2 separate regions of the Mus musculus genome follow, and region 1 is linked to region 2. Evidence: chromatin contacts called from public Hi-C data. All regions are on one chromosome and are shown on one strand. Each heading gives the region's core, a stretch centred on a gene start, on an enhancer-like site or on the middle of the called end of the contact. The rest is flanking DNA. Distances are from core to core; before and after follow the strand shown.

Region 1 (6,565 bases), core at 2,345-4,844, 89 kb after region 2:
TGAAAACTAGACAGGATGGGTGTCAAACACAACGAGACCAGGGCATCAGTGAATGCTGCACTATGCTCAGGTCCTGGAGGTATGAAAAACACTAGCATGAAAAACACTGGCAGGTCTCAGGTCTTTATGTCTATCAAATGGACAAACATCCGAAGGCTGGAGAGACAGCTCAGCAGTTAATCGTACTTGCTGCTCTTACAGAAGACCCAAGTTTGGTTTTCAGCATCCACAGTGGGCAGCTCACAACTAACTGCCTCTTATTCCAGCTTCCGGGGGATCCAACACTCTCCCCGGGTCTCTTCCCACGCTCGCAAGTGTGCACTCACACACATGCACACGTATACACATTAAAAATAAAAATCAATCTTTAAAAAAAACCAACTAGACAGCTTTCTGAAAAGTGCTAATGCTAAAAGTCAGCTCTCTGGAAGGGAGGGTGAGCGAACGTCCGTGGACTCTGAGACTTTGACCCCACCATCTCCCACACAACAGTCCCTTCTCCTCCAAACCTAGCCCCTCTTGGAAACCAGCACGCAGGAAGGATTCCACAGTGACTCGAGGGGAGAGACTAACGCCTCTGTCAACGGCAAGACTGAGGGGTGATGGTGTGTGGCGAGGAAGGAAAAGGCCCACAAAACAAACGGCCCTGGCTGCCGTGAGAGGAAGCTAAAAGAACAGCCCCCGCCCCGCAACATTAGGTGAAAAGACAGGAAGTTCTAGAAAGGATGCAAAGATGTTGTTTTAAGCCAGGTGGTGGCGGTGTGTGAGCCTTTAGTCCCAGAATTCGTGAGGCAGAGGCAGAAAGATCCCTAAGATCGAAGCTAGCCTGGTCTACAGAATGAGTTCCAGAACAGCCAAGACACCACAGAGAAACCTGTCTCCAAAAAACAAAACAAAACAAAAAACCCCAAAATGCTGTTTTGTTTTGTTTTGTTTAATCCCTTCTGACGGATTAAAATCTCGGTCCTTTCCAGGATAAACAGCATTTTGTCTGGCATATGGAGATGTTTCTGAGGCCCCCAAACCTGGTCCTACCTCATGATACTTGATGCCCCCTGCTTTTTCCGAGAGGTGGGGCCTGCTCTCCACAGTCTATGTCACTGGTTAAGATATGAATGGCAGTCTACACTTTCCACACAATTGATTGCTGCAATCCTAATGCCCACTGTAGCTACAGGGTGTCCATATTCCAGGCTTCACCTCCAATACCCGGACTTAAGAATACCAGGGAGGGGAAACCACCCCCAAATTTGTACATATCCTCTGGTAATAACTATACAAGATATGGATGAGTCAGAATATAGACAAAGGAAGTAGTCAATGAAAGTGGATTTGGGGCCTGACCCGCAAGTAATCCCAGTTACTCAGGAGGCTAAGGCAGAGGGATTACATATGCAAGGCCAGCATGGGCTACAAAGTAATGCAAAGCCCATTTGTACAACTTACCAGGACTCTGTTTCAAAAGTAAGAGGGTCAGGGAGATGGCTCAGAGGATAAAGACACCTGAGAACAAGGCTGACCTATGACCTACACACACACACACACACACACACACACACACACACACACACACACACAATGTAAGGGTATGGTGTTGCTCAGTGGCACTGCTCTTGGTAAGCATGTAGGAGGGCCGATATTCAATCCCTGGTACCACAAACAAAACAAAAAGTGGGATGCTGGACTGTAGGTTAATCATCTTTTCCTCTGTCACATAATGTGACAGACACTGATTATATTTTAAAAATTTAAATAAAGCCAGATGTGGTGGACCACACCTTGAATCTATCACTTGGGAGATAGAGTCAGACAGCCGTCTGTGAGGTCAAAGCCAGCTACATCTATGGTCTACGTTATAGTTTACATAGTGAATTCCAGAGCAGCAACATCTAGGCAGTGAGACCCAGTCTCACACAAACAAGACAAATTAACCATATGGTAAATACATTAAGAATTATGGGCTGAATGTTCATGCTCCTACCACCAAATTCCTCCGTTGAAATCTAATACGACCGGATCTGGAGGTGGAATCTTTGGGAGGAGATTAAGCTATGGAGGTAAATCCTCATGGCTGAGGCCAGAGAGCTATGCTGCCACGAAGGAATGCAGCAGCAGCCAGCAGTCTGTCACCAATGCAAACCATACCATGCTGGGACCCTGACCTCTGGTCCCCCATCCACCCTTCAAAACTGTAAGAAATAAGCAGCTGGTTGGTAAGCTTCTACATCTAGGTCATTATCACAGCAAGCCACAGGATTTGCTGGCTTCTCTGAGAGTGTAACCTACTGAAAAAGAGCATTCCGATGGGTTGGGAAGGGTGAGTGAGGGGGCATTACAACCAATTTCCCCGAGACAACAGGAGCTGGAACAGTGGTTCTCAACCTTCCTAATGGTTACCCTTTAATACAGTTCCCCATGTTGTGGTGACCCGCCCCAACCATAAAATCATTTTCGTTGCTACTTCATAACTGTAAGTTTGCTACCGTCATGTAAATGTCTGATATGCAAGATTATCAGATATGTGACCCCTGTGAAAGGATCATTCAACCCTCGTCTCCCAAGATGGGTCTTGACCCACAGGTTGAGAACCACTGAGGAGCGCCTGCACTGTGGAAGTACAGACACACCGGGGCAGCGGCGGCAGGTGGATCCAGTTGGTGGATTGGAGTGGTTAAGAGCTAAAAAAAAAAAAAAAAAATTGCCCATTAGTGGAGCTGTCCAACCTCAGAGTTAACTGCCAAGGCCCAAGCTCCTGACCAGGATCTGCGGTATGTGGAGGAGAGGAAACTGGATGGTCATCTATCTATCTATCTGCAGGATGTGTGTGAACTCAGGGGCTTCCGAACTTAACAGACTACACGTTTCAACCTGGCCAGACCTCCCGGTGCTCCGGCTGAGAGGAGACACACTAGAGCTTCCCGTGGGAACTTCTTTTGGCTCACAGAGAGCTGGGGTGTCTGAGGTCTCCTCCAGTCTCAAGTGTCCCTACAAACGTCATTATTTTCCACTCCTGCAATTCCGCCTATATCATAGCAAATGTAAATAACTGGGCATGTTGGTGAATGCCCGTAATCTCAGTCTCAGTGGGACAGGATCAAGATAGCCTGGGCTAGACAAGAAGACCTTATTAGGGGACAGGGTGGTAGTGGAGGGGAGCTAATGTTTATGAGGTGCAAGTCTGTCTCCATGGGAATGAATGCCCCAACCAGCCTTCTAATCCCTCCCCCTAACTTTAAGAAACCATCTGTTTATCTCTTTCTCTGCAGGACAGAAAAGCCTCTGCTGACCATGTCTGGTGATGTCAGGGGAGAACGGCACAGGAATCTCAGCCTCCCTCTCCCAACAGTCAGAAGTTCCTCTGTCAGCCTGGCTCAAGTTACATCACCTCTCCTTTGCCAGACTGGGGATTTGCTCTTCCTGCCCTTCCCAGCTTCCTATTTTAATTTCCTTTTATTCTCTGTTCACCACTGACTCTGCAGACAATAAACAGAGACAACCGAGAAGCAGTGAAAACACTCTATGGAGTTACCTGCTAATGGCAGATCACCCGATCACCATCGGGAAATCAGAGGTTGACAACTGGACAAAGGACGAAGAGGCAGCATTGTTATCCACAGGACTTGTTATCTCAAGTCCCCCAACTCTAACTGCCAAGCCTCTAGGCTGTGACCCCACAGGGAGGGGAGCTTTTGCCCCAGGGGCTCCTGGCAGCCTGAAGACATTCAAAAGTCCTGTTTTGCAGGGCCGGGCACCTGTTGTTCTAAGAGGAAAGGAAGTCTGTGGTTTATGTTTTTATCAGAATTCAGGGATTTTTTTTTTCTAGTGAGGTCAGCCTTGTGCTTTCAGAAGCAATAATGGGAGTAAACCAAGCTTGGCAATGATTTAAACCTGATCCCCACCACCCCGCCTGCACAGACCACTGCACACCCAAGCAGGAGCTCCCATTCACAGCTCCCATCCTCTCCAGTTACATGGCAAAGGGCTCCCAACTCCCAGACGCTGAGCCAGCCAGCATTCACAGAAAGCCACAGTGAATGGTGCAGGACAGGAGAGAGGACATCCTGACATCACAGCAGACTGAAGACAAGGCTAGAAAGAAGAGGGGCTTAAGGGGACTCTGCTGTTTCGTGAGGAAGCTCTCAGGTTGCAAGGTCAACCATTTATACTTGATCGACACACAGAAACACATCATAGCAGACCAGAAAGACAATGACCTAGGTAGACGTACCCGCTATCTCCAGAGCATTGCACCAACTGTCAGGGTTGCCTCCATTTTTTGTAAAACTCACCACCAACACCAAGCATTTCGTTACATTTCAGATGGCTTGCTGGTGATTGAAAGACAGAAAAAAAGCCCACAGGTTCATTGACAAGTGAATAGATAAACAAGACTCGGTATATCCGTCCACGCAGTGGGTTAATACTTGGTCATAAGCAAGAGATGAATGCTGAAAGATGCTACAACACAGATGGATGTACCTTGAAACATCACGCCACATGGAAGAAGCCGATCACAAAGACCCTGTGTCTACCTGGGATAAGTCTAGAACACAGAGAAAAGGTCGGGGGCAGGAGAAACGGGATGTGACTACCAATGGGCTGATGACAATGTCATAAATCTAGAGGGTAGTAATGGCGGCACAACCTTTCGAAAACCACTTAGCTGACCTCATGAAAAGCATGGATTTTTGTGGTATGCAAATCTCAATAAATTTATTGTTTAAAAACTGACTTGGAGCTTTTCTAAATGCAAAACTGGTCCCCTGTTTGTGTCCAGTGTATATGGGTTCCATTTAGTCTACATTAACAATTAGGAGGTAGTTTTGAGCTGAGTAAAACAATGTGTGACCGCACCCATGTGTACTTCTCAACCCAACCTTCTCCCGAGGTCTCCCGTGGCTCTCTTTGCCTGTCTCTGTCAATCAGAAAAGACCAGCTCCTGCAACCTCACCTGTGTCTTGTAATCCCATAGCTCAGGCAAAGACAGGCCCATGCATGTTCCGATGGACAATTGCAGGCACCTGGGCCCCTATGCTTGAGAAGAGAGCCTTGTTATATTTGCCTTTTGGGAGGAAAATTTGCTGGATACGTTTAATTTTCTCCTCTGGAATCTAAGCTTATAAGGCACATTTGGATCCTTTAAAATATTGTCAGTTAGGCGTAGTGGCACACTACTTTAATCCCAGCACTTGGGAGACCAAGGCGGGCAGATCTCTGTGAGTTTGAGGCCAGCCTGGTTTGCAGAGTGAGTTCCAGGACAGCTAGAACTACACAGTGAGACCCTGTTTCAAAAAAAAAACAAAAACAAAAACAAAAAAAAAAAAAACAAAAAAACAAAAAAACAAAAAACAAACAAAACAATATATAGTCTCTGCTTATGTATATATTTTAAAAATTCCATTGCTTAGCTCACTTGGTAGCATGCTTGTCTAGCACACCTCCAGCAGAGCCTGAGCACACTTCCAGCCCCGAGCCTGAGCACACTTCCAGCACTCAGCCTGAGCACACTTCCAGCCCCGAGCCTGAGCACACCTCCAGCACTCAGCCTGAGCACACCTCCATCACTCAGCCTGAGCACACCTCCAGCACTCAGCCTGAGCACACCTCCAGCCCTCAGCCTGAGCACACCTCCAGCCCTCAGCCTGAGCATACTTCCAGCCCCGAGCCTGAGCACACCTCCAGCCCCGAGCCTGAGCACACCTCCAGCACTCAGCCTGAGCACACCTCCAGCCCTCAGCCTGAGCACACCTCCAGCACTCAGCCTGAGCACACCTCCAGCCCCGAGCCTGAGCACACCTCCAGCACTCAGCCTGAGCACACCTCCAGCACTCAGCCTGAGCACACCTCCATCCCCGAGCCTGAGCACACCTCCAGCACCAAGCCTGATCTCTAAGCACCTCTGAAAAACAGAGCAGCGCACACCTGAAACCCCAGGTTCAAGGTCACCTTAATTATACAATGAATTCAAGAACAGCCTGGGCTACATGAATACGTGAGGCCCTATTTCAAACAAACAAAAATCTCTTGGGCAACCACTAAGTGCCTGGTCCTGTCTGGGTGCTGGGGTGGCACACTGAACAAGCCTCAGTGGAGGTGACATATAGCAAATGAGGCAAAAGATGACCCCTGGTGGCAGAAGGGTGCTCTAAATAAAAGAGAGGAGGATGAAGAAGGTTGGGGACAGTTTTAAGTAGTGTGGTCATGAGGGAGGAGAGGTTACTGAGAAGGTGACTATGAACCACAGGAGGCAAGGAGAGGGAGGGAGCATGCTGCTATAAAGAAGAATGTCTTAGGGGAAGGACAGACAAGTACAGATGCCTGAGAGAGAGAAATGTGTGCCAAGGGAGCTTGGGAGCAGGAGATGGGCTCAGTGGTTAGGAACACTTGCACAGGAGCCGAGTTCAGTTCCCAGCAGCCACATTGTATGGCTTATAACTAACTGTCCCATAACTCGCGCTCCAGGGGATCTGATGTCCTCTTCTGGCCTCTTTAGACAGCAGCATAAACATGCCATATACTTAAACTGACATACACACATCCATAAATAAAACAAACAATTTAAGAA
Region 2 (6,984 bases), core at 2,157-4,656:
AGTGACCCGTCTCCGCAGCCACTCCTCTTCCCACGTTAGCAACAACTAACGTGGAGGCTGGTGAGATGGCTCAGCACATAGAGGAATTTCAAACCTCAGGGGCTGGGTTTGATCCCCAGAATCCACGGAAAGGTGGAAGAAGGGAACCAACTCCACAATGGTCACCTCTTGCCTCCACAGGGGACAAGCAGACGGTGTGGAACAATGGATGCTTGTCCTCTGTGGATAAGCTAAGTGTTCCTCACTGCACTGCACCTGTACCACTGAAAAAACACCAGTTAGTCACCCTTTCCTAAGAGCCTAACTGGTTGTATTCAGTGATTCAGGGATAAAAAAAACCAACAAGCCAGGCCCACCAATCCTCAGGCTTCCTTCCTTGCTGTCTCCCAACACCAGCTCACTTTAACTTCTTGCTGGGCTGTAGGGTCTTATTTTGTTCTGCTGGTCCGCATGTTTGCATCTTCTGCTTGTGAGAAACTAGCTTTGCTCAGAGCCCAGACTCAAAGCATTCTCACGATGGAACGGTTATTGTCTGTATCCTTTGTCCTCTGGCCTCCGCAGGGGTCATGCCTGTTTAACTATGATGCCCATGTCTGTAACACGGAAGGGATTTATTTGGGCTTATAGTTACAGGGGTGTTTCAGTTCACCATGGGTGGGGAAGGCAGGTCAGAGTTCTGAGCAGCAGGCGGTACAGCTCCTAACATCTCCCAGAGGAAGGACTCGGAGTACTGCCTGGAACAAGAGGTGCGTTTACCCTACAATGCCCCCTGCAGCGATGAGTCTACTAGGTAGACACCTCGTCTTAAACATTTCTCATTCTCTCCAAACAGCATCACCAGCTGGAGCCCAAGTGTTCAAACATAGTCTGTAGGGGGACTTTCCACATTCAACCCATGACAGCAATCACCAAGTACTGAAATCCTAACCCACTTTGTTCTGACAAATGTGGTAGGCCCACTTCTATAATGGGGTTGGCCAGTCTATCACAGTACCCTTTGGACATATGGTCCATATGGAAGGGAGCCTGTTTCATTTTCTTCTCTTTTTTTGAGGCAGTGTCTATGTTTCCCAAATGCTGGCATTAAAAGTGTGCACCACCATTGTCCAATTTATTCAACTTGAGTGACTGGACTTTACTGAATAACTCCTTTAGTACTGCGAGGATTCAGAGGAACAGCACAGAGTATGTGTGCCCAACTCTGCTGATTCCTAGAAGTCTGTTTAAGACCCTATATCTAGTAAGGGATGGTGACTCACACCTGTAATTCCAGCACCTGGAGCCTGAATCAATCAGTAAGGTCACCTCTCCCCCACCACATGGGGTGGGGGAGCATGGTCCCCTATCTCCCCCAGAAACACACATAGATCACTCTATGTCTATAAATGCACCAGCTCTCTGGGAGCTGGAGAGATGCCTCAGTGGTTAAAAGCACCCGTCTTCTGCAGAGGACGCATCTTCAGGTCCTGGCACCCACAAGGTGGCACACAACCATCTGTAAATCCAGTTCCTACCCCCTCTCTGATGTCTGAGGACTCACGTACATACCTAATACACATAACACAGAATAAATATTTTAAAGAAGAAAATACAGGCTAGAGAGATGGCTCAGAGGTTAAGAGAACTGACTGCTTTTCCTGAGGTCCTGAGTTCAGTTCTTAAAAACCATCTGTAATGAGATCTGGCGCCCTCTTCTGGCCTTCAGGCATACATGCAGGCAGAACGCTAGATACATAATAAATGTTTAAAAAAGAGGAAAATACACCAACCAGTCTTAGTAGCATAAAGACAAAATACCTCCCCAGATTGGGGTAGGGGTGGGGGGAAACTACTTAAATTTCTGAAATCACTTTAGAGAGCAATGAAAGAAAAAGAAAACATTTTATTTTGACTCTTACTTGCGTCCCTAATTTTCTTTATAAAGCGAGTGGCTCTAAGCGTTTGCATCAATGCACTGGACAGCACTAAATCCCAAACACAACCTCTTTGTTCCACCTCACTGTCGATGAAGGCCATGTTCCTTCCTGAGGCTGCTGGATAGGCGAATCCTCCGAAATAAATTCAATTTGCAAGTCCATAGGGATCTATAATAAGCTACTTCTGGACTTAATACAATAGATAATTTTCTGTGGAAAAGTTCTTTTTAAAAAAATCATACTTTGGGGGCTGGAGAGATGGTTCAGCAGATAGACAGCGTTCTGCTTTTCCGGAGGACGTGCGCTCAGATATCACCACACACTTCAGGCAGCTCACAACCACCTAAACTCCAATGCCAGGGCATCTGACCCTTACTCCTGGACACTGGGATGGCCGGATGGACAGACAGGCAGGCAGGCACACACACACACACACACACACACACACACAAACACACACACAGGGTAGGGAGGAAGAGATACATATTCATGCATGAATAAAACATGAGTCTTAAAAAAATAAACAGATTCTTTTACTGCTTTAAAACCAGCAACAACAAAAAGGCTGGATTGTTGTGGCTGGCACACGCCTTTAATCCCAGCACTTGGGAGGCAGAGGCAGGTGGATTTCTGAGTTCCAGGCCAGCCTGGACTATAGAGCAACAGGACAGCTAGAGCTGCATACAGAAACCCTGTCTTTAAAAACCAAGTTCTTCCCCCCCCCCCCTTTTCATTCAGACCAAGGTTTAGCCAACGAATATTTTGGAAGCTCTGGTGCACACTCCACCTTGTCCCAAGCGACTTCTAGCTGTTCGTATCTCTGTTCCAAAGAATCCGGTTGTTTCTCCTACCAGAAGTTGAGCTAAGGTTTGATTTAGAAAGCTAGCTCTCCAGTGGATCCGCAGAGCACCAGGGTCTCGGGCTCCATCCAACATCTCTGTTCTCAGTCACCTCCCATATAAACCAGGGGTGCTTAGCTCTATCAATCTAAAGACAAGGCCTGGCCCAGAAGGTCTCCTAGAGGAGGAAAAACAAGCACAAAACCAAAGCAGATGCAGACGTTCCTCTAAAAACAAAGGCCCCATCAAGGTGCTCAGCAAAGCAGGTGTCCCAGCTGACACCACTAACAAAGGGTGGATCTGGGAGGAACCTTATTTCTCGGGACCTGTCCTCACCGACAGAGATCAACCACCTCGATGGTGTGGCAGTCACAACAGAGAGGACCAAGTGGCTGCTGGACACTTAAGAAAATTAGGAAGTGGATTTGTGAGACGGCCCGGCAGTTAAAACTATCTGCCGCCAAGTCCCGATGACTTTAGATCTCAGGAATCTGCCTGGTAGAGGGATGGAAATGACTCCCACAAGTTGTCCTTTGACCTCCATGTACCCCTCTCCAGTGAATAAACATTTAAACATATATAGATAGATAGAAAGTGACATCACTGTTTTCCCTCAGCTACTAAGATGCTGAAGTAGGTCAGTTGAGCCTAGAGGCTCCAGCACAGCCTGTGTGACGTAGCAAGTTCCTGTCTGAGTGGAGAAGGGACTGCACATGGACTCATCAATTTTAGTTATCTTTATTTACGAGCAAAACCAGGGCTAGAGTGAGCCGATCTTGGAAGCTCTAACAGCTCAAGTGTTTTCTGGGGGAGACGTCCCACTTGGTGGGTGCTCTAATCAAAACCCTTACTACTGCTTTCTACGCACCAGAGTCTGTTGTGTAGCATTTGTGGTATCTGTGGTGTGAATAGTCCCACCACAGTTGGTTTTGAGGTACTATGGTGAGTCACTGTGAGAGGTGGGAAGAGACACTCACAGTTGGCCTGGTACCAACTGGCTGGCCACACACCACTGATGCTAGGCAGGAGTGGAGGGGGTGGGGGTGGGGATTTTTAGCCTGTCCTGACTTGTTAGGATTATTGGCTCTATTCCTAGATGGCTGGAAAGCGGTATATGCTGTGATTGGTGGATGTGGGCCTGAGGTCAGACTGGAGACCTGGACATGCAGCCTTGCACATCTTTCTGGCAGCTCCATGCTCCTTCTCAAAGGAGCAGGGGAAACTCTGTCCTCTGAACACCGGGCATGGACAGCCTGATGGCATAGACCATGGGAACACTTGGCGCAAAGCCCTAGGCTTAAGATGAAAAGGCCAGTCGGGTGTGGTGGCACACGGTACGGAGGGCACAAAGAACTCAAGTTCAGAGGCAGATCGTGAGATCCTGTTTCCCAAAGGAATGAATAACTGAACCCACCAAAGCCAATGCTGAGCCTGATCTTATGCCCTCACTGAGTAGCCTGCAGGTCTCTGGGTTAAACTGCCTTCGCCTGGCCTTGACCTTGGGCTGCTGGACCTGAGCAATTTCTGCACTCAGTGCCTGATCATGAAAAGAGATGGAGAAAGTGCACATGGGCCTGACCCCACTCTTGCCCTATGGCTGACACCTCTCACACCAGCTCTCCCTGTGGCCCACACTTGGTCACCCTCGCCCACAGCACATCTTTTTCCCAGTTGAGGCCAGCTGCCTCAGCCCTCTGGGTGTAGAGCCCATGTTCTGGCTCCGGCCCTTAACCTTCAGCTCTGTTCCCTCAGCTTCACTTATGGCCCTTGCCTTGGTCTCCTCACCACACAGGAGAGAACTGGGTCCATATCTGCTTCTTACCCAGTTGCCAGGTTGAGGCTGACAGCTACCTGGTGTCCAAGATGTCAGAGTACCACACTTCACTTCAGGCTCACAGTTTGTGACAAGTCAGCGCGTTCTTGCTCCTCCTCTGTAATGAATATACCTGGCTTCCATGAACACTCATCACCGGCCCTTGTGTGGATACAGGGATCATGGGACATGTTTCTAGGTGTAAGGGGAATGAGTAGTTCAGTGTATGAACATGTAGACCTATTTAGAGAACTTAGCACTACTCTCGGCAACGTAGGAGAGCGCTTACATCTCCACACTCCCGTCTGCACAGGTTAGTAACCATTCTGACCTTTGCATTGAACTGGTATCTCAGTGAGTATCTCTCTTGGATATCTTTGTTTTTGCTTTTGAGACAAGGTTTCTTTAGGTAGCCCTGGCTGTTCTGAAACTTGCTCTGCCCACCAGGTTGGCTTCAAACTCATGGAGATCCAATTGTCTCTCTGCCTCCCAAGTGCTGGGATTAAAGGGTGTGCCACCACTGTCCATAAGGTTCATGCATCACACAGTAGCAACAGGAAACAAAGCTATTAAGGTAACCTCATATTAATAATTTTCACCCTCACACACACACCTTCAGCTTACTCAGCCGGAAATGTCAAGTTCTGCCTTAGCATCTCTTGCTGCTTCCCATGGGCAGCAGCATTCTCCAGATTCTAGACACTTCTGCAAGTGTGCCTTCTGCCTGCACCTGGAGAACCTTGGGGTGGCAACCTGCTTGTTTTGTTTTTTGTTTTTTGTTTTTTTCTTAAAGGTTTCTTTTTAATTATGTGCATGCACGCGAGTCTGTGTGCAGGTATGTGCCCATGAATGTGGTGCCTGCGGAGGTCAAAAGAGGACACTGGGGCTCTGACTGGGGAGTTACAGGACAGTGCGAGTGGCCCAGCGTGGGCTCTGGGAGCTTAATTCTTCACACACAGTCACTCTCTTAACCCACGGGTGCTCTCTCTCTCTCTCTCTCTCTCTCTCTCTCTCTCTCTTTCTCCTCTCCCCCCCCCCCCCCCAGCAGGATTTCATACTGACCTTAAATTCCTGATCCTCTTGCCTCTGCCTCTCAGGGATTACAGACATGTTCTTACAGACATGTTCTATCAGGTCTGGCTTATGTGATGCTGAGGATTGAACCGTGGAGGCAAGCACTCTACCCACTGAGCTACACTTCTAGTTTAAGCGACTTGGTTTGAAGGGAGCTGGTAGAGGGGCTGTGAAATGCATTAGCAGCTCCCTTTGCCTGAGATGGACCAAACGCCACTCCCAAGGATCAGGGTGGTGGGTAAAGCCGGAAAGGTCCCAAATGCTCTCTCCACCGTGTCACCTCTGCTGCAGCCCACATTCGCCAGCCCATCTTTCACGTCCCATTAGAAACACCTTCCAAACTATACAACTAAATAACTGGTCCCGCTGATGGTTCAGGAGAGAGAAACCGCAAAATACGAAAGCCCGGTGATGACTTGGATTTGAGCGACAAAGCTCAGTAGAAGTCTGATGTGAATCTCTGTAATGTCACCACTGAGTGATACAGGAGGTGGGTACCGGGCCTTCTTTTCGCTCTCTAGAAGTGTCAACCCAATCCTGCAGTCCTGGAACTTTGTCCACAGGGCACAGGGACAGTGTACCTCTTTCCTTGCCCATGCTAGGCATTGCTAATATATCGTCAAATTCTTCCTAGTTCTGCCTGGTGCGGGCCCAGAGCGTTCAACATAGTATACGAGGTGGCTTCTAACAGCGGGTAAAAATCACCGTGAGATGCTCTCATACATATTTTCTCTGACTCAGGACTGATGGTAGATAACAGATATTCCATCTGGAAAGAAGCCGGGGCAGGATCCAGGCTCCACAACCCTTTCTCTGACTGGTTCAATCAGGAACATTCTTGGAAGGCATCAGGGGCTCACAGAAAAGGCCAGTGAACAGCAAAATCCAGTCCTAACTTGCAGAGCCCAGTGACCAAAAGCAGGTCTGGGAATTCTGAAGTTTATGGATTTTCCCTTGTGGGAAGAGGAGCTGGAAAATGTCCCAGGTATTGAGGAGAAAGGAAACAGGGTCTGTGTAAAATCAATGGGGAACAGGAAGTGCTTATCTGGGGCCAGTAAAGCACACAGCACAAAAGAACAGCCAGGCAGCAGAGGGCAGGCTGCAGGCTCCTAGGGCTTCTCAGAGCTGTCTCCTCATCCCTGACTGCAAAGCCTGTCCAACGTCAGCAGCCCCTGGGTGCCAAGGGCATCCCTCCATAGGTGAGCAGTCCCAGCAAGGGTTTGGATCCCATGGGTGGGAAAAGACTGTGACTTCTACACGGAGCCATCGAGTCATGTGTTAATGAATGGCTTTCACGCTGTTAGGGAAGAACAACATGATTCTGCACTCAGCCTGAAGGGAG

What was found. A called contact is a pair of places that touch in the nucleus more often than the background predicts.
Region 1: a contact with region 2 is called in a Hi-C map of group 2 innate lymphoid cells, with 2.9 times the contacts expected there. The contact joins two enhancer-like sites. A contact is called at or near these places in 3 of 15 datasets of contacts at CTCF or cohesin (the NIH/3T3 cell line, large pre-B cells and pro-B cells), 13 of 484 Hi-C or Micro-C datasets (the G1E-ER4 cell line, Sertoli cells, embryonic fibroblasts and 7 more), 13 of 115 datasets of contacts at active chromatin or transcription factors (the NIH/3T3 cell line, craniofacial prominence, embryonic basal ganglia and 9 more) and 4 of 9 other capture datasets (adipose tissue, embryonic stem cells, liver and 1 more).

The regions. Positions count from the first base shown.
Region 1 is chr6:72,745,292-72,751,856 of GRCm38.p6, forward strand. The region is part of intron 3 of Tcf7l1 (transcription factor 7 like 1 (T cell specific, HMG box)); the gene reads right to left. Gm31249 (a long non-coding RNA gene) reads left to right here. Exons shown (of 2, transcript XR_377763.3): 2 at 3,267-4,731. Among named protein-coding and RNA genes, the nearest start is that of Gm31249, 8.7 kb to the left of the region's middle. Within about 2 kb of position 3,595, at least 65 of the 459 cell types and tissues checked have an H3K27ac peak or open chromatin away from gene starts, as enhancers often do. A contact at or near this core is called in adipose tissue, fibro-adipogenic progenitors, group 2 innate lymphoid cells and 2 more, where this site is marked.
Region 2 is chr6:72,656,520-72,663,503 of GRCm38.p6, forward strand. The region is part of intron 3 of Tcf7l1 (transcription factor 7 like 1 (T cell specific, HMG box)); the gene reads right to left. The region is part of intron 1 of Gm31391 (a long non-coding RNA gene); the gene reads left to right. Among named protein-coding and RNA genes, the nearest start is that of Gm31391, 4.8 kb to the left of the region's middle. Within about 2 kb of position 3,407, at least 64 of the 459 cell types and tissues checked have an H3K27ac peak or open chromatin away from gene starts, as enhancers often do. A contact at or near this core is called in adipose tissue, fibro-adipogenic progenitors, group 2 innate lymphoid cells and 2 more, where this site is marked.